Regions from separate parts of the Zea mays genome. Here all the other regions are linked to region 1. Evidence: chromatin contacts called from public Hi-C data. All regions are on one chromosome and are shown on one strand. Each heading gives the region's core, a stretch centred on a gene start, on an enhancer-like site or on the middle of the called end of the contact. The rest is flanking DNA. Distances are from core to core; before and after follow the strand shown. Region 1 holds the start of LOC100282854. Region 2 holds the start of LOC100279629 (Zn-dependent exopeptidase superfamily protein). Region 3 has its middle 110 kb from the start of LOC103632238. Region 4 holds the start of LOC100278270.

The links. A called contact is a pair of places that touch in the nucleus more often than the background predicts.
Region 2: a Hi-C map of leaf shows a contact between it and region 1, with 6 times the contacts expected there. The contact joins the promoter of LOC100279629 here to the promoter of LOC100282854 in region 1. A contact is called at or near these places in 4 of 25 Hi-C or Micro-C datasets (bundle sheath, ear, leaf and 1 more) and 1 of 3 datasets of contacts at active chromatin or transcription factors (leaf).
Region 3: a contact with region 1 is called in a Hi-C map of ear, with 3 times the contacts expected there. The contact joins the enhancer-like site here to the promoter of LOC100282854 in region 1. A contact is called at or near these places in 3 of 25 Hi-C or Micro-C datasets (bundle sheath, ear and leaf).
Region 4: a Hi-C map of ear shows a contact between it and region 1, with 2.6 times the contacts expected there. The contact joins the promoter of LOC100278270 here to the promoter of LOC100282854 in region 1. A contact is called at or near these places in 4 of 25 Hi-C or Micro-C datasets (bundle sheath, ear, leaf and 1 more).

The regions. Positions count from the first base shown.
Region 1 is chr7:33,591,603-33,598,217 of Zm-B73-REFERENCE-NAM-5.0, forward strand. It overlaps LOC100282854, which reads right to left and starts at 3,616. Exons shown (of 6, transcript NM_001291620.1): 1 at 3,258-3,616; 2 at 3,010-3,126. The coding sequence starts at 3,389.
Region 2 is chr7:33,224,210-33,230,339 of Zm-B73-REFERENCE-NAM-5.0, forward strand. LOC100279629 (Zn-dependent exopeptidase superfamily protein) reads right to left here and starts at 1,469. Exons shown (of 21, transcript NM_001152625.1): 1 at 1,119-1,469; 2 at 944-1,029. The coding sequence starts at 1,364.
Region 3 is chr7:33,868,152-33,874,752 of Zm-B73-REFERENCE-NAM-5.0, forward strand. No RefSeq gene overlaps it. Among protein-coding and RNA genes, the nearest start is that of LOC103632238, 110 kb to the right of the region's middle. Within about 2 kb of position 4,445, at least 9 of the 20 cell types and tissues checked have an H3K27ac peak or open chromatin away from gene starts, as enhancers often do. A contact at or near this core is called in bundle sheath, ear and leaf, where this site is marked.
Region 4 is chr7:34,013,648-34,019,794 of Zm-B73-REFERENCE-NAM-5.0, forward strand. LOC100278270 reads left to right here and starts at 3,193. Exons shown (of 3, transcript NM_001151600.2): 1 at 3,193-3,637; 2 at 4,057-4,214; 3 at 4,325-5,095. The coding sequence starts at 3,563. The coding sequence ends at 4,421.

The DNA.
Region 1 (6,615 bases), core at 2,366-4,865:
TGATGAAATTATTCCAACAAGAGGTTTAAGGCAAGGGGATCCAATATCTCTATATCTATTCTTAATATGGGTTGAAGGTTTTCATCCTTGCTTCATGCAGCTGAAGCAAGGGGGACCTGACCAGAGTAAAGTTATGCCAACAAGCGCCGAGCATTAACCATCTTTTGTTCACGGATTGATTCGTTGTTTCTCCTGCATGCAAATGAACGGAGTCCACATCATCTGCATCATGTACTTTCACTGTAAGACTTGGTTGCTGCTCGGGACAGACAATCAATAAAGAGAATCAGCAAGCATACCAATGAAGTGAATAAAAGGGAGTTTATGTCAGCACTTGGTTATTAGGACTGAAGCAAGAACTGAGGAATGTTTGGGCCTTCCTATCTATATGGGCAAACCAATGTCAAAGACCTTTGTCTATCTCAAAGTACGATTTTGGGCTATAATTCAGGGATGGAAGGAAAAACTGTTCTCGAAGGTTGTTGCTCAAGCTATTCCCACTTAGGTCATGTCCTGCTTTTATTTGACAAAAACTCCTTGTTACGAGATTAGTACAAATGTACAATGCTTCGTAGATCCTTCTGGCCACAGCAAGACAGTGACAATAAAAATGCACTGCCTTTCTTGGGGCAAGCAGGAACAATAAAGGTGGTATATGGTACAGAGATCTGATCTACACCTGTTTAACCTTGTCGTGCTTGCTAGGCAATGATGAAGGTTACTAATGAATACTGAATCCCTGTCTGCTCAAGTATTGACTATTGAGAGCTAAATACTTTTCTGATGGTCAGATTTTGAAGGTGAAAGAGAACCCAGTATCTCCTAGTCTTGAAGACCTGTTATCAATTGCACGAGAGTTGCAGGCGTTGAAATCTGGCCTAATCTGGAGACATGGGATGGCTTCTAAATCAATGTTTTCAAGTCGGACGACTTGCTGGTCGTTTTGGCTGACCGACTAGGGCGATTAATCACGATTAGTCGGATGACTTGGGAAATTAATCGTGATTGGTCCAAACCGACTTTGACGATTAATCGCGTCTAATCGCGATTAATTGGACAACTTGAAAACATTGTTCTAAATTTGATGAAGATGGATGACATTGCTTACAAAAATGCAAACTGGTAAGGAGGTGTTGGCAGTTGGCACTGATTTCAGATCGACCGACTAATCGTGATTAGTCACGATTAGTCGGTCTGATCGGTTCTAAGCACTCGATTACAAGAGTCGATTCGACCAGAAGAGCTGATCATCCTTATCGTCCGACTAATCGTCGAAATGGTGTGATTAATCGCCTTAATAGGCGATCGGCCAATAAACATAGATCCGGTCAGGGTAGTCCAACAGGCACCTGGAGCCAATATTAATTAGCCTCTTCTGCTTCCCAGGCGCCTCTTCAGATTAGATCCGGTCACCGTGTTAGAGACAACTACAATTGGAGAATACTCACCTGAAGCTGCTCCATTTAGAGTTTGCTTATGCTGTAGTCAAATATATTTTATGGATGGAAGAACAACATTGACTGGACATAATCTTAGTCTTATGGTTATGGAACTGTTGGAATGAGAGAAACAAGATGTCATGTATTGGGCCTCATAATATGCAAGCATGCAAATGGGCTAGGTGAGCATGCTCTCGGCCCATGCAACCAAAGGATCAGTGCTACAAGGAGAGCAGCTGCAACAGCAAAAGGATTATCAAAGAACATGAACCAGAAGATTGCGACCACTTCATCCTCCTCATTCTCTCTCTGATCCCCTTCTCCTGATGCTCTCCCTCTTATCCCCTTCCCCTTCTTTGCTGCTACCTAGTCTTTACCTCCAGTTCTCCTCCAAGTTACCACAAATTGTATCTCGAATACTCTTGTATACAGTGAGATTTGGTTATGAATCCATCGTTTCTTAAAGTTGATCTGTGCATCCAGCGAGAGAATCAAGCAGGTTCGCAACACAAGATTAACACTGGAGAACTTGCAAGACCCTACGAAGAGGTGATTCATAGAATCACAAACATGGTTGCAGAGACCAATTCCTTACATCAGAAGAAGCAGCCAAAGCCTCAAAAGCCTAGTTTGCGCTGGTGTCCTCCACTGTACCAAGAGGGTAAAACTGAATATCGATGGAGCCTTCAACAGTGCTAGTAAAACAGGTGGGTGGGGATTCATTTTATGTGACCACAGTGGTGTTGGGTACTTGGGTTAGCAATTGGAGCGGGAAAAATTAAGTCATTACATGACGCCCTTTGTGCTGAAGCAGAAGCTTGCAGGGGTGTACTACAGGCGCTGCTGACAATTTTGAATTTTGTATATGAATGGTGACCGTTATGCTTGTGACGGCCCTGAAATCAAGAACCTATGATCCTGCCCCAGAGGGCACCCTCTTCACTATCTTGTGTCATCTGATTTTTAACTAGTTTTACTAGAGTGTATATCTCCTTTTAGAGCAATTATAATAAGAGGTTATAATCAGGATAGGATAAATGTTGAGGTAGAAGTGAGAGAAGAGAAGAGAGAAGAAGCGGGTAGTAAACTTACAACCGACTTAGACCCAAGAAGCTTTGTGAGCGAGACATAGTGAAGAACTAACTACTATACAGATGGGCTGAGGAGGCTGCAAAGGTGCTTATAGCCAGCAGTCGGCTACATTATTAACCTTGCTCTTAGTCCTTTGCTTCTAGCTCATGTAATAATTGTGCTCACAGTTTAAACCATTTGGAGTAAGTTGGGATCCGGGTCACTCTGCTGTTTGGACTGACCGCATCCCAAGAGTTTGTAATGAGCCTTTTGGCTCGTGGTCTGACTGGACCTGTGCAGTAATAAAGCTATGAACCCATGATAAAAAAAACAAGTTTTTAGGGGGGAAATAGTGTTAACTGCAGTTCTTGATGCACATGTACTCCAGACAAAATTCTAGGCTCTTCCGCAAAACGTTGACCGCAGGGAGGGCTGATGGGATAGCTTAGCAACAACAGGGATCTGACAATATCATGTAAACCATCTAAAAGACTCTGACCTTGACGGCCGTCTCGATGAGGCTCTTGCGCTGCTGTGCGTCGGAGACGTGGCAGACGGCACCAACCGCGGTGATACCCTTGGCCCTGAGCCCCTCCACCGCCTCGTTCACGTTCTTCTGCAACGCCCCGCAACCCCAATCGATCCACAGAAACCCCCAATCAGAGAGAGCAGTAATGGAAATCCCAAAGCGAGGACAGCAAGCAAGGAGGGTAAAATAAGCGATAAGGTTTTCCGGCTCAGCTGGACCTGCTTGCGGGAGGAGATGACGACGGCGGCGCCCTCCAGACCGAGGCGCTCGGCGATGGCGAGGCCGATCCCCATCGTGGACGCCGTCACGATGGCCACCTTCCCCTCCAGACGCCGGCACTTGACATCCATCGCCGCGCAGGCCGACCTTTTCAACTTCAACTTCAAGGTCGGTCCGCTAGTCTCAAACACGCCCTTTTGCAGCTAGTAATAGAATTTGCAACAAAACAGGAGTGCTCTCTCCGTATATATAAAACAGATTGGCGCGCAATTAAAGAACCGGAGAGACCGATGTGGTCATGTGGACTCTTTTCTGGCGCTTCATCGGAACCATAGGGTAGGGATGGCAACAGTTCCCGCGACAATAGCGCTCCTCATCATCGTTACGGCAAAAAAATAAATAAAAATAAAAATAAAAATCGCATGAGGACATTTCTTTATTATCCCTAATCCTTGTGGGTCCCCATTTAAATTATAACTATAATGTAATTCTTTTATTATTAATATAAAAACATTGTTACTTTTACGCATTGTCAAATGTAAGAAATTATTATATATACATCAAAATAAACATATTTGTACAATTAGTGAACTTTTGACAAGAAAATTATTTATTTTTAGGAACAATTGGATCTATACCATTAAAAGATCCAAACTTTAGATATATACCATGGACCCCACATGTCATTGACTTATGTGGACCCACATGTAAGTGAGATAGTAATGGTATAGATCCAAAGTGGTGATCTTTAATGGTATGGATCCAAATTTCCCTTATTTTTATCATTAACTATTACACGAAAATATTGTCACATGCGAGTTTAACGATCCCCACAGGGAATGGGGATGGAATGCTTCCCCGTCCCTATCCCATCCCCGTTTACCTGTTGGGAGAGAAGTCTTCCTCGTATACATTCACATGGGAAAAGAAACTTCATAATCCCCGGGGATCGAAGCCCATTGCCATTCCTAGTACAGAGGATCGACGGACGGATTTGCCGGTAGCGCTCATTTGTGATTATAAATCCAGCTTAAATAAGGCATTGTTTGTTTACAAGAATTATATAATCCAACTTAAATAAGTTAAGAGACAAACAAACAACAAATATTATTAGGTGGATTATATGTACTTAGATTATGATAATCCAAAGGTGGTTATTAGATGCTTATATAATATTTAAACTAGATTATATAATCCTGAAAGAAAAAAAACAGAACCTCAGTTAAAGACAAACAAACAACACATATTATTATATTAGATTATATAATCTAGGTACCTAGATATGATAATCCATAAATAGATCATTATATGCTTATTTTAGATTATTATTTGACCTTTTATCTACATAAATGTTGATCACTCGCTTCAGATTGCTATATGGAATCAAAGCGAGGCAACACAAATTAGAAGATTAATACCATCTCCCTTTATATACTCTTCCTTCAAGGGTAATTTATGGGAGGAGGTGTAACATAGAATTATGTGTATCATAATGAGCATGAAAAAGGAATGAAAAACGACAAAGCATATTATTCATCTTCATGCCTTAGCATTTATCATTCCATCTCTTGAAATATTACATATAATTACAAGCATACCTTCGGCCTTGCACAAACGGTGGCTCGAAGATACTTCGAAGGCTGAGCTACATGAAGCTTATGGCCCTCAAAAGGTGAATTTATGCATGACAATATTCACCTATTTATAAGAAAGAGGTACAACTTCGTATGAAATTACAAGCATACCCACGAGGTTTACAAATATGATTTACAAGTATCACAGGGGCATCAGCGTCTTTTCTCTTTCTTTCTTGCCGCACAAGTCTTCAACGCTTCCCTTTTCCTTGCTTCATGCATGAAGCCTTTTCTAACGCCGAAGGTGGTGGCATTTGTGCACACCTTCGTCACATACACGTTCGAGTGAAGCCGTTCGTAGGCTGCTTCGGTCGAAGGCCAACTTCGTATGTCCTTCATATAGCACCTGAAACACACTTTCTTAAGCCAAAGGCGAGGTAATTTGAGGATGTTCGGCAAAGTAGGCCCCCAACAGTAGCCCTTTGTGGAATGAGTTCATTTCTTCATAACGAGCTTAGATAATTGGGAGTCCTTGTGCCGGAGATCCGAAAAACATCTTCCCGAAGCACGTTGTGGAAAAGGTAAAAGCAAGCGCTTGGGATAAATAGAAGCACGCATGCGGTCCACTGGACAGCGAGAAGGTTAAAACACGTTTTCCCGCGATCATGAACTTGTTTGCGCTTCTCGCCTCTTCACGCCCGTTTCTCAATATAAAAGCAGGGGACACAAAGGTAGGGTTACATTTACTGCTTGCACCTACCTGATGCTAGTTTTTTCTGTGACTCCAAAGGTTTCCACTCCTTAGAGCTAGCTTTGTGTGAAATACCTATAGGAGGTTTTCCTCCTTTGTATGGCCAGAAGCCACTCAACTGCTAGGTTAGACACCCCTACTTCTTTAGAGGATGCCCAAAGGTAAAGAGACACTTTAGATATTGTACCAAATTCTATGCACGATCTCTGAAGTTATGAAGGCATCGTCAACAGCTAAACCCAAGAGTAGTTCGAAGGCTGCAAAAGAGGGTCCCAAGGATAGGCCATCAAATCCAAGCTACACCGAGATAGGTCGATCCATCTTTAAGGAAAACAGATTTGCCGACAATGAAGAAACTTGATTATTTCAGCAGAAAAGTCGATGTGTGACTTCCTGGTTGAGAGCACCTAGAGAGGGGGTGAATAAGTGATCCTGCAAAAATCAACTCTAAACAAGACAAACTCAGTTTATGATGGGTGTTAGTGAAAACTAAAACCAAGTTATTATGAGTAGAGGTGGAGAGAAGAGAACTCTTCACTTGATTTTTCCTTGGGTATGTGTGTTAAACGTAGGAACATCAATGCAAGTGAAATATGAGAACTCTTGGAAGACAACAATCGCAATAAAGAAAATGCACAAGACACACGGCGATTTTATCCCATGGTTCGGCCAATGCCTACTCCACGTTGTGGCGACCTTCGGTCAAGAGTTACACTCAACCCCTCTCAAGTGATCCAAAGATCAAACTTGAGTGCCACGTTGTTCTTCCTTATATCAAATCCCTTTGTGAGGAATCTCCACAAGTTGGAGTCTCTCATGCCTTACACGAATGATCTCAATCAAAGCACGAGAGTAAGGAGGGAGTAGAAACACACACAAGATTACAAGAGCAGCAACACCACACACACAAGCAAAGGAGAGAACGCAAGAATCAAATCGATAGTTTCTCTCAAGAAAACGCTCAATTCTATCTAGAATGAGTTGTAAGTGTGGTTGCATTGAATAAGAGATTCGGTGTGCTCTTAGTATGCT
Region 2 (6,130 bases), core at 219-2,718, 370 kb before region 1:
TTGGTTAGATGGCTTTCCCATTGAGTCAGGGGTGCATACCTGTATTTAAGCATTGTAGGATGTAATAGGAAGAACACTGAAGAAATAAGGATCTCCCAGAGAGACGATTCCTTCGGCACCCTAGCGGAGTCTCACGCCAGAGTGACCGATAATGGAATCCGACCTTCTGTTCGTCCACCGTATTCTATGCTTCTCTCCCACAATCCTCTCTATTGCTCTATTCTCCCATGTGCACACCACAAAAGGATCACAACACATCACCTACCAAAAACCACACCACTATAGGCATTCATTCCAACAGTACATGTGTAAAAAAGAAAAGGACATGGAATGTAGTAGTTTGATTACAGTGCCTTGGGCATTATTGGACCCACCGACCCAGTACTAGAGTTTAAGTTTCAGCTATCTCAAGTCAATGTATAAACCACTGCAAAAACCTAATGCAACTAGTAATGCAATGCTAAGAAAATGGCAGGATCTGCTAGGCTTGGTAATATTGGTGAAACGAGGGGCTTGAAATACTAATTTCAAGCTACCATGATCTGGCCTACTTGTTCTGCTTGGAGCCATGGACCACACTTTCATGTCCTTTTGTCCTAAGAAGAATCACTTCAGCATCTTAGAAACGAATTAAAGTCTGAATACCAGATACTGCTGCACTGCAGCTAGCAAAGCATAGAAACCAATACTTTGTCACATCCCAGGTTCCATTGCTCCAAATTTAATGCCGTACTAGGAGAAGTATTCCAGCGAGCAGTCGAGCACCCAGCGTGCAAGGACCACAAACCAACGCCCGAGAACAGCAAAACTATCACTATCAGTGGAGCCACAATCTTTGGTACCCAGAGGCCAGAGCAGAGCACGCGCTCCAACAAACATTCGTGGCCGATTGGAATAGAACAAGTGCAGAAAGAAGCAGGGAAGGGGGCAACGGGAGATTCACCTGTACTCCGGGCCCGCACGCGCGGCGAGACCCTGGAGCTCCCCTTTGATGTACTGCGCGGCGGCCTCCAACCCTGGGCTCCCCTCCTGCAGCAACAGCAGTAGAAGCAGTAAAAACAAATCAGCATCGCCAGGCCACACGAGCGAACGGCGGGGCCAAGGGTGGGGGCCGGGACCTGGCGGCCAGGGATGTCAACAGCGAGGCGGCGGAGGTGCTGGAGCACGCGTCCCTCGGAGAAGTTTCCCCGCGGCGCGTCGGCGCCGAGCGGCGCGACGTGGCGCATGTGGATGACGCGGTAGGCGAGGAGCGACATGGCGGCGTAGAGCGCGGCCAGCGCGAGCAGCACACGCGCGGAGTCGCCGAAGCCGGGGCCTCCCGCGGCGGGAGCAGGCCGCCGGCGCGGCGGCGCGCGTGGGGGCATCGGACAGAGGCGGGTCAGCCTCGGCGGTGCCGCCGGCGGTCGTCGCGAGCGAGCGAGGATTTGGAAAGGCGGGCGTAGGGACCCCTCTCGTGACCCGCTGCTGCGAATGGAAGAATTTTTCTCTTCTTTATTTTCTGCGGTTTATTGGGGGAAGGCGGAGCCGAGCAGCGGGGCGGAGGACCGGAGGGGGGGGGGGGGGGGGGGGGGGGGGGGGGGGGGGTGTCCCGGGTTGGTTCAGAGTTGGTGGGATGACGCCATGACAGGGGGTACCGTGGACGCCCCGTGCGGCTGTGCCAGGGCCCGTGGAGGTGGACGAGACTGCGCGGCCGGAAATTGTTGACTCGGGCAGCGTACGAGACGGAAGCCGCCCGGCAGTTTGGACGATGGACCAGCAACTCAGCAAGTCGCTTTTGGGAGGAAAATCTTCATCTTCGCACCTTCGCCTACGTTCACATCAGGATTTTGGATCGCAAAAATTATCGGACGATTTGGGCAGCGGCGGATTTGAGCCTAGGTGGTCACCCGGGCCACGGTCTGAGACATAGGCCAAAAATCTTTCTATACCCAGCCAAAAAGTATGGCCCACGGGTCCAATAACCTCTTAGCTGACGTCCACGCCTCACCAATCCCTACCTCGGCATTGGCATGGTTTGTTTTAACTTTTTTCACTTTTTGTCACTAGAAGTTGTTGCAGATTATTAAACATCTAGCTTTTAAGTCTGTTTCTATAAAAATCATTTTAGTCAAAACTGTCCAAAATTAACATAAACAAATAATCGATCAAGTCGTTGCGATAATAGGAAATCATCACTTTCTACAACATAAATTCTATGGACTTTTTTATCTTTCTCCACACGTAATTTCATGATACTCATATTCTTTCCATATCTAGATTCTTCTCATAGCCAGATTCTCAGGAAAAAAACTCTTTAGAAAAAAGTTGAACCAAACAGACTCTGCCCTGGCAGCTGCTGTCGGTGTTTTGGGTCCGACCGCACACCCGGGGTTACCCCTCAAGGTGTTTCTAGGAGTAGGACGGTATCAACGACTGTAGCAAAATGGTTCGTGCCTGATTGCACGTGGGACAGTGGACAAGATTTGCAGGTTCGGGCCGCTTAGAGATGCGTAACACCCTACGTCCTGGTGAGTATTCGAGTGTGGTTACAAGAGGGCTCTCTGGATTGAAGGCACAGAGAGTTTTCGTGAGTGGCTTGGTCAAGAATAGGGTCGATCGTTCTGAAGGGGTGCCCCTAGGCCTTATATACTCGACCGTGGGGCAGTACACGTGGATATGATAACAACAAGTAGCTGAAAGGTAGTGAATCTCCTGAGTTTATCCCTACGTGACCCTCGCCGACTTATCCTCGCATGGCTCCATTGCATGGGGGCTTCAGCGCGGGAAAGTCGGGTCTCCGTTGGGATTTACTTGTTCGACGTTGTGGGCCGTCCGGGTTTGCTCCAATCCAGCCTTACGTCTTCTCCACTTTGTTGATCGTCTTTCCCCAGGCCCACGAAAGAACGATCTTACGATTTATTGGGCCCTTGGGCCTTTCGGGAGATCTTTTATTTCTTTAGTGGACCCGGGGGATATCTATCCCCCACAAGCCCCCGATCTTTGGGTTGATTTAGAGGTAATCAACCCAGAGATCCAAGGTCCAGGAAAATGACTTCCTACTGTCTTCTCTTGCTCCGATCGCTCGTTCGACCGAAGTTTAGTCCTGTGCTTGTGCCTTAGAGGTCGGCATTTTGACTCGTAGGATTCTGAACTTCATTGGGTGCACCGAAGGTGCACCCAATGGGTGTAGCCCCCGACCTTTGAGTATATTTTTAGAAGGTAATCTACTCGAAGGTCTTCCCCAGAAATTATCTCCATGTGCGCTCCTGTACCTCGGTTGAGGATTGGTCTTTTCAATCTTGTCCCACGCCTTAGAAGTCGGCACTATATCGGTTTAGAATGATAATCCATGGGGTGCACCGGAGGTGCACCCAATGGGTGTAGCCCCCGACCTTCAAATGAATTTTTTAAGGATAATCCATTCGAAGGTCTTCCCTTTGCTTGTAAAAACTGGCACGAAGCTATTCGCATTATGCTTTGAAGGTCAGCATTATGTCATCAAAATTTTGCTGCAGAGGTCAGCATATATTTTGTCTTTAGCAGCCGAGTTTGCGATCCATCCATATCTTGCTAGGTAATGCAATTTATTTGCTTCTGCGACTTGATTGGACGTTTGATGGACGTTCTCTGTCTAGTCTTCACATCGCTTCTGTCGGCCATATCTTGTACTTTGCTGGCTATATTTGGCTTTCCTCTGATCCTTACTGACATCTCATTTTTGTCTTGAGGTATTTACTGCGTGCCCTGCACGGATGTGACCGTTTTGGAAAATATACTGATAATTCCTGGGCGCCCCCCCCCCCCCCAATGGGTGTGGGCAAGGGACGGCTTGGTACGCTGAGTGTTTTAGCCGGCTGCTTCTGAGTAGTAATGTGATGGGACGGCTAGTGTAATCATATCCTTTGCACTGTTGACTGGAGTCCCAATGGGTGTAGTGTTGCATGAAACGGCGTCAGCCGTCTGACGTGTCTTCAGATGGGTGGGAGTGCTTATTGAATGCTTTGCGACTGTTCAGTGACCGCGGTTGGAAGTGAGCGGTTGCCTTTCCCTTCTATAAATAACGCCCTTGCTCCTCTGGTTTTTTCACATCTCTTCGCTGTTCTTTACTGCATCCCTCTCCTCCCTTCTATCTGCTTTCGCCATGGGCAAGGGTCACAAACGCAAGCGTGAGCCGACTCCTCCGTCGGAGGATTTCGGCGACTCGGAATACTCGGAGGAGGAGTTCTCCTTCGAGTCCGAGAAGTCTCCGGCTCCCGCCTCTCCCCCGGCATCGTCTGATGATTCAGATGACTCCCAGGGGATTGCCGCGGAGGTCTGGACGTACATCCGGGCCGTTGAGCGCTCCGGGCTCGAGGGCTCGGATGAGTCCGAGTTCTCCTCGGACGAGGAGGACTCGGACGGCGGCGAGGACGAAGATGACGACGACGACGACGACGGCGACGACGACGACGGTGGCGGCAGCAACGGCGGCGGGGGCAGCGGCGGCAAGGGCAGCACCAGAGGCGGCAGCAGCACGGGCAGCACCAGAGGCGGCAGCAGCACGGGCAGCACCAGGGGCGGCGGCGGCAAGGGCAACAGCAGCAAGGCCAGTGGCTAAACGCCACTGGTCTTTAGATATTAGTATAGTGTAGTTAGAATAATGTAGCAGTAATGTAGAATAGTATAGCGTAGTTTAGTAGTAGTAGGGAAGCACCAACTCGTGAAGAGTTGGTTTGTAAGCTTTTATCTTCCCTTTAATGAAAAAATGACGTTTGCCCCTTATCAATGACTTGTTTTTCCTTATTGTAGAACTGATTCTTTTGAGACAGTAGATGACTTGCCGAACGATTGAAGGTCGACGTCAGCATTTTAGAAATAACATCGAGTAATCGAACGCGAGGTCAGCGTTTTAGAGGCAACGCCAAGTGATTGAAGGTTGGCGTCGGCATTTTAGAAGTAATGCCGAGCGATTGAACACGAGGTCAGCGTTTTAGAGGCAACGCCGAGTGATTGAAGGTCGGCGTCGGTATTTTAGAAGTAATGCCGAGCGATTGAGGGTCGGCGTCGGTATTTCAGAAGTAATGTCGAGCGATTGAGCACGAGGTCAGCGTTTTAGAGGCAACGCCGAGTCAATGAAGGTTGACATCAGCATTTTAGAAGTAATGTCGAGCGATAGAACACGCGATCGGCGTTTTAGAGGCAACGCCGAATGATTGAAGGTCGGCGTCGGTATTTTAGAAGTAATGCCGAGCGATTGAGCACGAGGTCAGCGTTTTAGAGGCAACGCCGAGTGACTGAAGGTCGGCATCGGCATTTTAGAAGTAATGTCGAGCGATTGAATACGAGGTCAGCGTTTTAGAGGCAACGCCGAGTGATAGATGATCGGCGTCGGCATTTTAGAAATAATGCCGAGCGATAGAATACGAGTTCAGCGTTTGGGAGGCAACGCCGAGTGATTGAAGGTCGGCGTCGGCATTTTAGAAGTAATGCCGAGCGATTGAATACGAGGTCAGCGTTTTAGAGGCAACGCTGAGTAATAGCTGGCCGCACGAGTTATTTTGAGGATAATAACCGAGTGATGAAGTGGCACGTCGGCTTTTTCGGAAATAACTGCTAGATGTCCACGTGGCATGCTGAGGTTTCAGAAATAACTGCCGGTTGATGACTGGGCACTTTTTGAAGCGGTATCTGGCTCGGGAATATCCCATAAGAGTTGCGCTTTTAGCCGCCTTTGCTTTCCGTGCCCTATTTCTTGCATTTCCGCATCTGAATCTTCTCCGCCACTCGCCTCCTACTCTGTTCGCCGGTGAGAAGCAAGATGGCGCCCAAGAGGAAAACTGCGAACTCGTCTACAGCGGTGATCCCCGCAATCGACCCCAACAGTCAGTTACCCTTCGCAGGTAACCATATGTCCGTTATTTCCGAAGCTGAGCTTCTCCGCCTCGTCTCCATCGGGGTTCTTCCTCCGCGGGAACTCTGTTCTTGGCGGATTTGCCACGGGACTACTGTCCCAACAGAAGATACCCACGAGTCTGTAGTTTACGCTCCTTTTCTTCTCCGCGGCCTCAGTCTTCCCATCTCTCCTTTTTTCCGCGGCCTCCTTGACTTCTATCACATCAACTTGACCCATTTGAACCCTAATTCCATTCTGCAAATCTCCATTTTCGTTCAC
Region 3 (6,601 bases), core at 3,195-5,694, 280 kb after region 1:
TAACTTGTAACAGTTCAAAGTTATTTCTTTGAATCACTTTTGTAATCACTCCGATCATGTACAAAGTAAAATTTTTGTAACTTGTAAAATTTGGTAATAAGCTTTCCGCTGCAAACTGTTGGTGTGTGTGATTTGTGTTACTTAATCTTGCGATCTTGGTTGTAAGTGGTTTATCCGGGGTCCTTGGGACACTCGGACGGATCCTGTTAAGTTATTTGGTGCACATGCATAGCCGTCTGAGGTCTTTGAGACAAGGACATGTGCATGTGGGCCCAATAACTTGGGAGGTTCTGCCACAGCTGGTATCGGAGCGGGATTAAGTTTCTACGGTCACATACATATTTTCAAAATAAAAGTTTTGGTTTTAGAAAACCTATTTTCAACTAAACACATTGTTTGGTTTTGAAAAACAGATTTGAAAGCTATAATGCTAGCGACATCCTCTGTTAAGCCCTAAACTAAGGACTATCAGGTGGCTTATTGAAAAACCACTAACCCACAACCGGGGGTATTGCATACATGTGTAATGTTATTTTTGAGGCCATTCAGTTTTGAATGGATCGACACTAAGGTAAGGTGAGATGTGAGAGCATGACCGAACAATCGTCGGTCTAGGGAAGAGTATGAAAAGCGCTTGATTATATACATGTTCCACATATGTATATATGAAGGCTGCGATGTGGCGTAATTAATTTCTGGGAATCCAGTACCCCATGGATGTGTATGGGTATACACACATGGGCATGCTGAGAAGTGTAATGTACTTGTAACGACACACCTACGCTTAGGTAAGAAGGTGAGTTACCATAATGAGTTGCCCTATGGTTAAAGTATGGCAACGGCGTCTATGCGTGGCTCGACGCTTAATGATGAGCTGGCCTCCATATAGAAATATATGGAGTATAAACTGTGATAAATTGTCATGTGTGAACTGCATCATGGGAAATTGGGTTGTGATAGAATTTTCTGCAGGTACACTAACCTCAAAAACGTATGTGTAGCTGACGATTAGCAAAATATCGTGAGAGTCGCAAGTATGCCACCGATATAGAACGCTATCGCCACATTATGTTGGCAAAAAATTGTGAGGACGTATAGGACGAGCATGCATCCTGATCGTTGCATCGTGTTTGTCACCTATACATCCAAAATGCTTCTCTCATCTTTATTCCAGTAACCAGTGATTGTAGATAATGTGGTGTAATGTTGTATTATGAACTTTGATGAAATAGCTGTCCTCCATTCTTTAGGTAATCTGTTTAGGTGTTATATGTGTTTGCTCTTGTACTTGATGTGTCGATAGAATGGTTGTGACCTGTTTGCCTAAACCCAAAACTAGGCCATGTTTTTAGTTGGTGAACCATGACCCAAATTTGAATTTTCTATTATCACTCCATGGTCCAAACTCATGCCAATGCATGCTTAATAATCTGTTTGTTAGACATAAAATGCAAGCAGACTTAAAGCTAGGATCTCGAGTCTGTGTTCTCGCTATTTACTCTGTGTCGTTTTAGTTGTCATATTTCCATCTTAGACCATGCCCTTGTTTTATTGGCACAAGCCGATGTACCTTATTTAGTTTGCCTATTCTGAAGGATCGCAATGTTGCTTTATCAACCTAACCTAGGAAAGTTTTGTCCGATCATTTTCTTGAGTTTGATGCCTTTGGTTTCCCCATATCTATCGAAGGCATACCAACTTAGTCTTCTGATTGTTTTCCCTCCGTATCTAATCAGATACTAATCCTTGACCTTGTAATCTCTGCGATGGGCATAGAAATATGCTTGGGCTGAAATAATAGTCTCCCATCGTACTCCTTTCATTAAGTTTAGGTTATGGTCATGCCTTGTTCATTTCATCGAGCCATGATCTATTTGTCTCTCTACTTGTAACCATTCTTACAGGTGGAGTATCTCTTTGTATATTGTCACCCTTGTTCAATCTATTCGTGTGGCGCGAGATTTCTTATTGGTTATGTCTGGTAATGGTGTTATGACTAAAACCGATGGTGCTGTGACGAAACTGAGGGCCTTCTGTGTGTGCGCACACATGGTTGTGCTGCTCGGCACGCGCTGGTATTGCGGTTAGTAGTTGTAATCCATTATGAGATTATATCAATATGTTATCTCTACACAAATTGTTCTTACCATGTGAGATTCATTATTGGTGTTGTTCGGTAATGGTGTCATGGTTAATGACTTATGGTGCCGCAGCGAAACTGAGAGCCTCCTGTGAATGCGCACACATGATTGTGTTACTCGTCGGATGCTGGTATCAAGGTCTCTGGTCATGATCCATTATGGAATTACACTGATGTGTGATCTTCTGTCGACCTTCCCTTAAAACAATTTCTATGTTGTTTGGCGAGTAATCAAGCAACATCTATCATCTCTGTTGGATCAAATGGGCATACCACTTTCCATGTGTGGTCTCTTTTTCCTTGACTTTGATGGAGACTTCAAACATACACTTTCCCTTTGCATCCTTTGTGTAAAGGTGAAGCCTTGAAGCTTTTTAGTGTTGGAAGATAGCTATTTAGCTCTCAAAGTGGAGATTGGTTTTCCCCTGCTGCTGAAATGCAGGAGTTTGTTCATTCGCTCTTTTTTGTAATCCATGTATTCCTGAACTAAGTCGGTTCATCTCGCATGAAGAAATGGATGAACAACATGACCAAATGAATTTCTACCCAAATGCATGATCCCCCGTTAACCAAAGTGAACTCTCAACCCTTGGCTTACCGATGGTACTTAGAGGACCTGCTCAATGTCAAAGGTAGTTCAACAAGTTGGTTTTACTAACTTGTAACTGCATTGTGAACAAAGTTTGAGTTTAGAGATCGTTGTATTGATTTGCTTGAACTCACTTGGGTTCAAACCATCCAAAGAAAGTACTAAAAAATCAATCAAGTTAAGTCGACGGATATCCACTTAATCATCGCCCTAGTCATGCCTTGATCGCCTCGCGTGTGCTTTTCCAGCATGTGTGATCAAGTCGAGCCATGCCTAGTGCTTGATAAAGTGGATTGATTGTGAAGTCAACCTTTGTTGATCATCTTCACTAATGCGTTCCTCAAATTTTTATTATCTTCCTGGAACTTGAATTCCTCAAATGACCACTTGTTGGTAAACCTCCTTTTGTGTGTTTTACCCAAGAGGTTGCATCTGATTCTGTTTGGGTAAAATTGCGTATTTGTCGCTCGCTCAACAGACTCAGATAGTACAATGTCATCAGAAAAAGCAAACTGCACACATGGAACCTTATGTGTTCCTCTGGCAGACATCGTCTCTATTGGTCGACATTTCTAAATTAGCCTAAGGCGATACATGATATGTCCACTAGAGAAACCATATTCTGAGACACTCGCCTTCGCTCCGGACTGTCTTAGGGTTATCACTGATATGGACATGGGATTACCTGCTTCTCTACTCTTAGAAGTCTTTCGTTCTGAATCTCGGGACGAGATTCTTTTAAGGGGGAGGGTTGTAACACCCCAGGTGTTTACCGTCCGCGCGACAGCGAGTATGGATTTAAGCACGTAATATCAATGGATAAAACATATGCTAAATTTTAAGCATCTTCGCCTATCGCGATTTTAATATCGCATCTGTTCTGCCTGTCGCGAGTTTGACTTTGTTTTTATCTATCCGGGCTCGTCCTAAATTTTCGTAATGTTCAAAACATCGTTATTCCAAAAATCGGTGCGTCCGGTGATTCTTTAAAATTCATTGCTCGCGCGAATACGAATTCGGAAGCTCGGCCTGTTCTTGCGATTTTTATTCCGGGCAAATTAATTTGAACTCGACGACTAAAATGTTCGGGGCAAAGTAATCTGAATCGCGCGTTGTCTGAGAGAAATCATGCGCGAGTTTATGACCCAATTTACCCGTCCGCACGCTGTTTTGACGACAAAATCACGTATATATTAGCGAATCTGGTTTCGGCTAATTTCGATCGAATCATGCAGAGCAGATTAAAATATCGAAGCCGAACTCGTGTCAATCTGGTCCGTTTATATCGTGGCCGGCATAGTCACAAAAATTATCTAAACGAAATTTAGTCAGAATCGTAAACCTCGGATTTTCTGTTTCGTGATCCGAGAAAATAATATGTGTAGTCGTTTGCCGTATCGCTCATCGACTCTTTGCTCGTCTCTAAAAATCCCAAAAGAAAAATCTGCCGCCGCTTTATCTCACCGCAGATTTTTTTCCCCAGCCACCTCTCTTCCTTATCTTCTTCACCGCGTAGCTTCTTGTTGTCGTGCCCTGATCTTTTCCCCTGCGCGCGCGTCTCCTGGCAGCATGCTCTGTACTTGGAGAAAAATCACGCCGTGGTTATCTCTAGCCGCCTCACATGGAGAAAAATCTGCTGCCGTCGCCTTGGTCTTCATCTCCCACGCGCACCCTTGCTCCCTGATTTTTTTGACACGCCGCGCGCTTCTTCTTCCTTATCCCCTGCGTGCTACTCTCTGTCGAGTCTCCCTCTACTCCACCCATGGCCGCGCGCTTCATCCACCCGTGCGTTGCGCCCAAGCTCCTCCCTCTCCCTCTGCTGGCTGAGCACCCTCGCCATGGAGCTGCTCCCTTCGCCGCGCGCACTGCTCCCCTGTTGGCCGCGAAGAGCTCGCCCGTAACTTCCCATGGCGCTCGGCCCTGTTTGGATTTCGCCCAGCCGAGCCCCTACACGCGCCCCTCCCTTGCTCCATCCAGGGCCGGAGCCTCCTCCCTGCTTGGATTTGGTCTTGCCGCGCCCCTCTGGCTGTGAAGCTTCCTGGTGTCGCGCCCAGCTCGAATCTTTTCCGTAGCCGCTCCGAGGTCCTGCTTCATGGAAATATGAAGCAGTCGTGGACGCGCCCGCGCCGTCCCTGCTCGTGTCTTCTCCCATGGCGCCTGACTGGATCTCCCTGCTGCGCTCGATCCCATGGCGCGCTCATCTCCCTCCGCTCTCTGCTGCGCGCCCAGCTGTGAATCTCCCTGGCGCCGGTTCCCTGTTCGGCTGTTCCTACTCCCTCCCAGTTCGTCCAAGTTCTGCTCGGAGCTCCTTCGTCCTGCTCCCCCAGGCCCACAGTTTCCTCTCCCTGTCTGTCAAATCGTCGTGCCTCACTAGCCGCTCCTCGACATCGGTTGTCGATCTCCCTCGGCGTTGTCTCCTCCAGCCGCCAATTCGCCTAAGTGCGTCGCCTCCTTCCTATTTGTCATACCTTGCGACGCTCGTCATGGACCTCGTCGTCGACCCACGTTGTACCCACGACGTGCTCCTCGACTTTGATGATTTGATTTCTAATTTCGTGCTGCTTATGCCGACCCTCAGAACTCCTTGTCGTGCTCGACCCTACAAGTCTCGAACTCACCGTCGTTCCTCAGCTCGCTATGCGCCCTGCTCCACTGTGTCGATCCGCCCATCTTCCTGAGTCCGTGCGCGTGCGCAACTTCCTCAAGTCGCCGTGTGCCCAGCTCGCTCCAACTCGCAGTCGCTGCGTTGCCAGAGTCTCTGGCCGCGTCTGTGTGGTTGTGCTCTTTCGTGGGAACGCTCACTTTGTCACGGTGCTACGCTTTTTGCTCGGTCTGGCGTGGGTTTTAGTTGACGAACAAGCGCGCTCCTATTTCCTTTGTCTTGCCGTCATCGTTCGGTCACTCCGTCTCGATGTCGGTCCCTACGTGATGCCTCCGAGTTGGAGTCGTGCTGACAAAATAATCCCCAAGAGAAGATGTCCAAAGGTTGGATGGTGGGGTACGTGAAGTTCGGATAGTATCTACCAAGCGCTCGACAAGTTGACTAAATCGAAGAATCATTACCGATCTCGCGGATTCGAGTCAGCTATTGGAACGGTGAGCTGATTTACTATTTTTTTACTATTGATTTTATGATCGTGAAATAAGACGCTTAGTTTGCGTATAAAGTTTAAGTTAAAGATGTCAACGATGTGAGGTGTGCTTTGAGGAGTTTAGTTGCCGAGTATATTCGAACTAGTTCTATTTTGCAGAGTGTAGTATTTCGGTGACGCGTAGGTTAAATTTAGTATTTTATGCAATTATCGATAAATCTATCCATGCTAGTTGTGTTTAGTACGCGAAAGCTGAAATCGATGTCCTGCGCTAGTAGTTAGTGTCATCTATGTTTGTGATCGATAATGTTGAAGTAGGATATGATCGACGATTTTCTTTCCTAGTAATTGGTGTGATGGTATATTGTATAAAATATGCTTGGTAAAATATGTGTAATTTAATCCAACCGCGTGGTCTAAAAAGTAATGTGCTTTTATTCTTGTTCTAGATTTAAATTCCTTAGACCACTGAACTTAGAATTTAATTAATTAACTGATAAGTTGTGTTTAGGCTAATCGTAATTAATGTGTATAGTTAGCTGTTTCGTGATGTTTGCATTAGATTCGGTTAATCTAGTAAAGCGTAACTATTGCGCTTAGTCGTATATCGTATGAAGTTGTACAACGCCTCGCCGCTAGGTGTTTAATTCGCTATCGCGTAGCACTATTTAGGTTTGTAATATTCCTGTATATATGCATTCATGTGCATAATGCATTCCATTCAGGTACGTGAATTAACCACGTGATGCGGAAGATGACCCAAGTCGACCCCAAGCGCGG
Region 4 (6,147 bases), core at 1,943-4,442, 420 kb after region 1:
ACCGGCTAGAGGGGGTGATTAGACAGTTTTGACTAAAATCGACAACACTAGAGAAATTTAATCGAATACGATAAGAGATATAAATTCTCTAGCTAATACAAGTAAGCAACTAAAGGGAAACAACAATAACAAAGCTAGAAATGAATGACAATTCAATAATCACTATCTACCAGCAATGAAATTAACAAGAGGGGAAAAGAGACACCAGATTTTCCCCCGTGGTATCGACGATTTACCGATCACCCCTAATCCACGTTGAGGTGGACTCCAAGCTCTCACTTGCTCCTGTATCAAGACACGACTTGATCTTTGAGCCAAGTGGAGAAGGAATCACTCGTTACCTCGGTTCCACTAGTGTCGCCTTTGTCGCTCCGACGAGATAGGCGTGAACGCCTCACAATCACAACCGCAACTTTGCCACAACCTTCACGGAGAGCTCGACAGAAGCACTACAAAGCCGTCTAGGAGGCGGCAACCTCCAAGAGTAACAAGTCGATGATGCTTGTCGGTGTATCACTTAGTGCCTCAAGAATCACCAATTGATGCAAATGCACTAGAAGCTCTCAATCTCTCACTAAAATGCAATCTCAAGCAAAGCGTGTGATGGAGTTAGTTGGAGGATCACAAATGTGCTCAATGTGTGCTAGGAATGGCTAAGAGAGCTCACACACGAGCTCCACCTCTATTTATAGTTCCCCAACCTTTACTAGTCGTTATGTGCAAGTAGCACATCTTCTACGCACATGCGAACGGTCCGCGCCATATGGCCGGACGGTCCATAGCACAAGTAACGGTTATATTATCCGTTTGAAACCTGTCAGAGTTGTCAGAAAAAGGTTGGCTCAGATGGTTCGAGACCTGGCGACATGAGCTGCCTGAGCTCTGACCAAGTTATATTAAAATGGGTGGACTGTCCACCCTCCAAAGCCGGACGGTCCGCCACTTGTAGTTAGTACTGTCAAGGCTCAAACACCCGACAGTCTGCAATACAAACGCCTGAAAACACACAGTCCCTGCCCAAACCCATTTTGGTACCTATAGACGATCCACCGTACATGGTCGAACGGTCCGCACAAACACACAGGGACATGTGTAAACTTAGACCCTTTATAGTCAGGATTGTGGACGTTACCTAACTCCTCCAGCTGACCAGTGGTCCCAAATATCAGGGTCCCTTCCCTAGTGTGCTAGTTGATCGTTGGGCTCTAGGGACCGGGGATCGGATCCCCCACAACATGTGGTCCACTTGGATAGTTCAAGTTTTAATGTCCACGATCTCTATTGGGATGAGGGTCGAACTAGACCTCGATCACTCTTAACGACTGACAACTAGCTACAAACCCAACTTAATCATAGATGCAGGAGTCGAAGGAGCCCTCGCCTCTAGGACGACGTGATCACCAAAGGCAAACGCAAGTAAGCGAGGCTGCATTGGCACAAAGGCTTGACCACCGAGGCTTGATCCAGGAAGCACGAAGGATAACGACCCCCCTCGTGGTGAGGTCTAAGCGTTGCCCAGGCCTATGCATAGAGGCCTTCATAGGGGTCGAAGAGAATACCACCGGTCGAAGACTATCAGGACGAAGGCGTACAAGACTTGGAGATACGAAGAGTTGTCCTCTACTATGAACTGGCCACGTGGTCCCACCTGCTACCCCCCTACGTGGTACAACATTCGGTGTATGTAGGTCTAGAGGGTTACTGTTCCGTAATTATCCTATTGTACAATAGATTCCGAGAATGTGGTAGGTAACCGAAGCTATGCGCGTACTTTGGGCTCAGATTCCTTGGTTACGCTATAAATACCCCCGTCCAGACCCTAGATAGGACACGCTTGACAAGGCATCTCAGCTATCTAGCTCCCAGTTTCGTCGTGCGCCATTTGTCTCACTTTCTTCCATTTCTTCCAAGTGTTTGGGCCCACTTGTCTAGTCCCAACACTCTCTCAAGATATAGATTTCTTCTCTTCCCTCTTAACTCTCTTCAAAAATACTAACTTGACATGTATTAAATGATTATGTTACCACTTACCATAGATTAAGAATAGCCTAACATGAAATACACTATTACACAGAACTCAAAGCATCCAGCGTATATTAAATATGTAAATTATCTATTATACTGGTAAAAGGATGTTAGAAATAAAAAAGAAATAAAACTAAAAGATAGTATGAGTATAGATTTTTATTTGGTGTCCATTTAGTCATTACTAGTCGGTTGCCTGTGCGTTGCGACGGCTTACAATAATACCCATGTAAATTATTCACCAAAAAGATTTAAAGATTTTTTATTTATTATCTCCACTCTCAGTATAATATTTTTTGATTTGGCTAGCTGATGTTATTATTTACTCCATTCAATATGTCTTGGTACAACACGACCAATGAAGTGAGCGATTAAAATAGAGTTCACAACGACTGACTGAACGAATAGAGATTATAAAATGACATAATTCCACCATACAAAGACCAAATAAGAGAAAGTTTGTGAGCTCAAGTTTCTAAAATAAGTCACATGAACTCAAACTTATAAAAAAGATAGATCAAAATATGGAGTGATTGCTAAAGTCAGGCATCAATAAAAACTGGTTGTGCTCCATATAAAATATGCTACTTCGTAGCAATTACTAACGTTTAAAACCAACAAATAACCTTTCATTTTACTATTAGTGTGACAAATCATTGTTGCTCCATACAATTTAGCAACCTGAAACACCATGGAGTTCATTGCACCAATGTGATCTCAGAAACGACCTAATGCTTGCAAGAGCCAAGAACGCTGTGCCGTGCTTAGGTTGTAGCCTCGGCCCGTAGTGCTGGTCCGGCCCGACACGATTATATATTTTTTTATTTTACAAAAAACGTATATACATATATATAATTTATATTCAATATTAAAAATATATAAGCATGACATTCTACTGGTTAGACAACTTTACCTAGTGTCTCCTGCCCTTCTTTCATCAAAGGTGTTGACATGACGTGCCTAGGCCAGAGTTATGGCCCGTGGGGCGTCTGATCCGTGCCGGGCCGCCGTTTGGCCGCGTGCATCGGGTTAATTGAAATAGCGGTGACGATTTATTTGTAAAATAATGACGCGGTGCCACGGTTGAAACTGGTAAGTATAGTAAAGAATTCCGTTTCTTCGCCCTAACCTTTTCACTGCTCCAGCGAAGGCCGCCGCCCTCAGCAACGGCATCAGCGTCTTCCCCTCCCTCGTCTCGTCAATCCCCTCGCGCCCTCTCCTCCGGTCCTCCGCACACGGCACACCGTCCGGTGACCCTGCGTGCGTGCCTCCCTCTCTCCTTCCGCCTCCGGTACCGGCCCCAGCGGCTGCGCTGCGCGCCGCGCGCGGGCTGCTGGCAGCGGGAGCGAGCAGCTGCTGCTCCACAAGGCGGTCGCGCCGCTTTGGGAGCGCCTGTGCTCCAAAGCGAAGCTTTACCCGTCTGCTTAGCGCTGATGCGTGCGCTTAGTGCCACTTTTTTGGAACCCTGGGTTGAGCATGGAGCATTTACCTGATTTTGTTACCAATTTCTGCTAGTAATAGTTATTTTGGACACAGAATGGAAGGGCGCCGCTCAAATGAAGTATCATCTGCCGAAGCTGTCTTGGTGGGAGCATTGTCGTCTGGTGTCAATGTAAGGACGTTCATTTTGATGGCATAATTCCTGCAGCATATTCCTTATTGATGTCAATTCAGCTTTAGTCATGTTTGTTTTGAGTGCAATGTAGTGTGTTTTGTTGTACATCATGTCATTATACTGACCGTCTGTTTGGTTCCATGGGACTAAACTTTAATCCCTCCCTTTTAGTCTGTTTTAGTCCCTAAATTACTTAAAATATGGGGACTAAAATGGAATAAATCATATTTCCTCCCCTCTTTAGTCCTATTTTTTTTAGTAATTTAGGGACTAAAAAAGAGGGACTAAAGTTTAGTCTCTTGGAACCAAACATGCCCTGAGCCTCATTTTCAACCTTAGTCTTGCCTCTGCATGATTTTGGCACTACACGCGTTGATGAGAAAGGAAAGTTTAATTCATGCTACTTTATTGTGTAGGCTCCCACGTGGTTTGTGCTCAAGATTACGTTTTTGCTCCTTGCATTGTGTTTTACGGCTATGCTTGCTCTAGCATTTTCGTCGAAGAACTTTGTAATCGTTGCACATGTTCTTCTGCTGGTGACTATTGGAACCGTGCTATTTGTGCTGCTTAACAGGTCAGTCTGTGTCTGTCTATCTATCTATCTACCCGTTTGGATCCGCCCAGTGAATGCCTTCACTCTTGTTTGACGAATGATCAATTAAAGGTGCCATTTCTGTACTGTAGGTTTCTGGCTGAAGTTGGGCTCGTGCCTGTTGAACAGCAGATGAAGGAGATGGGCATCCACAAAACAGAAGCCACAGATGAAGACAAGAGAAATTAATCAGTGACACCTTTTTTTTTTGATATGGAAAGCAGTTTAACATTCAATGGACAGAGTGACATTATCTCTCATGATAGAATCAGCACTCACTTCAGAGACATGAAGTTCAGACACCACAATTTTGCACAGATGACCATACATCTTTGTACGTACTTCCAAATGGAAACCCAGGTCGAAATCTGTAGTGAAAAGGGATGTAGCTGCAAGCAGAGCACATCAAGCCTGCTTTCCCTCTTCCTTGGGCTTGCTCTTTTTTTTTTACTTGGTGTAGCAGAAGCATGAGCACCAGGGAAACTGAAACAAGAACTCCATTGCCAGAGAAATCACCAATACTTTTGTTTGGAGAAGTGTGCCCAAGGGATTTGCATGCAATGTAACCCTTACATATACGACATGGATGCCGTTTATCAGTGGACATTAGGATTTATGGTCTTTGTGCAATATATATGGTCGTGTCAGACTATCGTTCCTTTCATTTATTCTTTATTAACCCTCATAAACCTGATTGTGAGAAGTCATGATGGCTTTTGATTCTTTGAAGGTCGATTGAAATGTTGGAAAAGCCTTCCGGATGGAAAGCATATGTTCTTTAGCTGCCGATGGGTAACCTTTTGGTCGTTCAGGTTCAGTGCATACGAATGTCTCATTGTTTCAACTCTTTTCTCTTACGTTTGCATTGTCAGGTGTTTGCTTGCTAAAAGCGCCGCACTAGAATCGTGTAAAATTGTACAACTTTTCAGGTCTACACGAGTTAAAAGCGCCGCATTGCCGTTAGCTGGTTCTCACTCTTGCTCTCTCCGTTTGTGCTACACCCCTTGTCTTCTTTGCTGGATTACTTCCTCAGATAATTTGAGGAAGGGGAGGAACAGTGCTGTCGACAGCTGATTAGGTTAATGGGAGAGAGAGAGACCACGTTGAATTCGTGCCCTCCATGTGCTTCGCCATCCAGCAGATCTGTTCACCTCATGTGCACATCATCCCTGTCGCCTCCACGCATGCCATGTTTGACAAACATGGCATCGGCTAAGCAATAGGATTGTGGCTACAGGAAAACAAGATTAGGGATACTACTTGCAGTCATGTAAGGCCATCGAACACAGCTGTTTTTTCTTTGTCAGACTGCATACAATGCGATTAGCTACATTGTGCTGTTCATATTGCAACAACAATGCAATCCACTTTAACAGGATGTATAAGCACTCATTCACTTTCCATAAAACCACTACTCAGTTGATAGCTTGGATAGCGCATACTACTCAGTTGAGACCTCTAGAAGCACCAGCAACGTAGTAGTAGGGTCCGAAAGGGCAATATCAACGAAAAGAGTGGCAGGAGAAGGACAAAGTTGATATAGAGAGACGGTAAAAGGAGACTTGAAAGAATGAAATATATCTAAATATTTTAGATTCGAATAGGAGTGCATCTATACATGTGTCTGAACCATGACTTCAGTTTGGATTTCAACTTTAACTCGCCCCAACTTATTTGGGACTAAAATACTTTGTTGCTCTTGTATTACACATGAATATTGACAAGTCCCAATGTCCACCGTCTTCACCACAGATACATTGACTATCTGTGTCAGCCAGCTATGTAGTTCAGACCATTTTATCCTAATCAGGATGAGATGTTATAATTTATACCACTGAGTATTGGCCTTTTGTGTTCTGGACAGATGCACTGAGAGTATCACAAACAGTTATTATGTGATATTCTGAAGCCTACT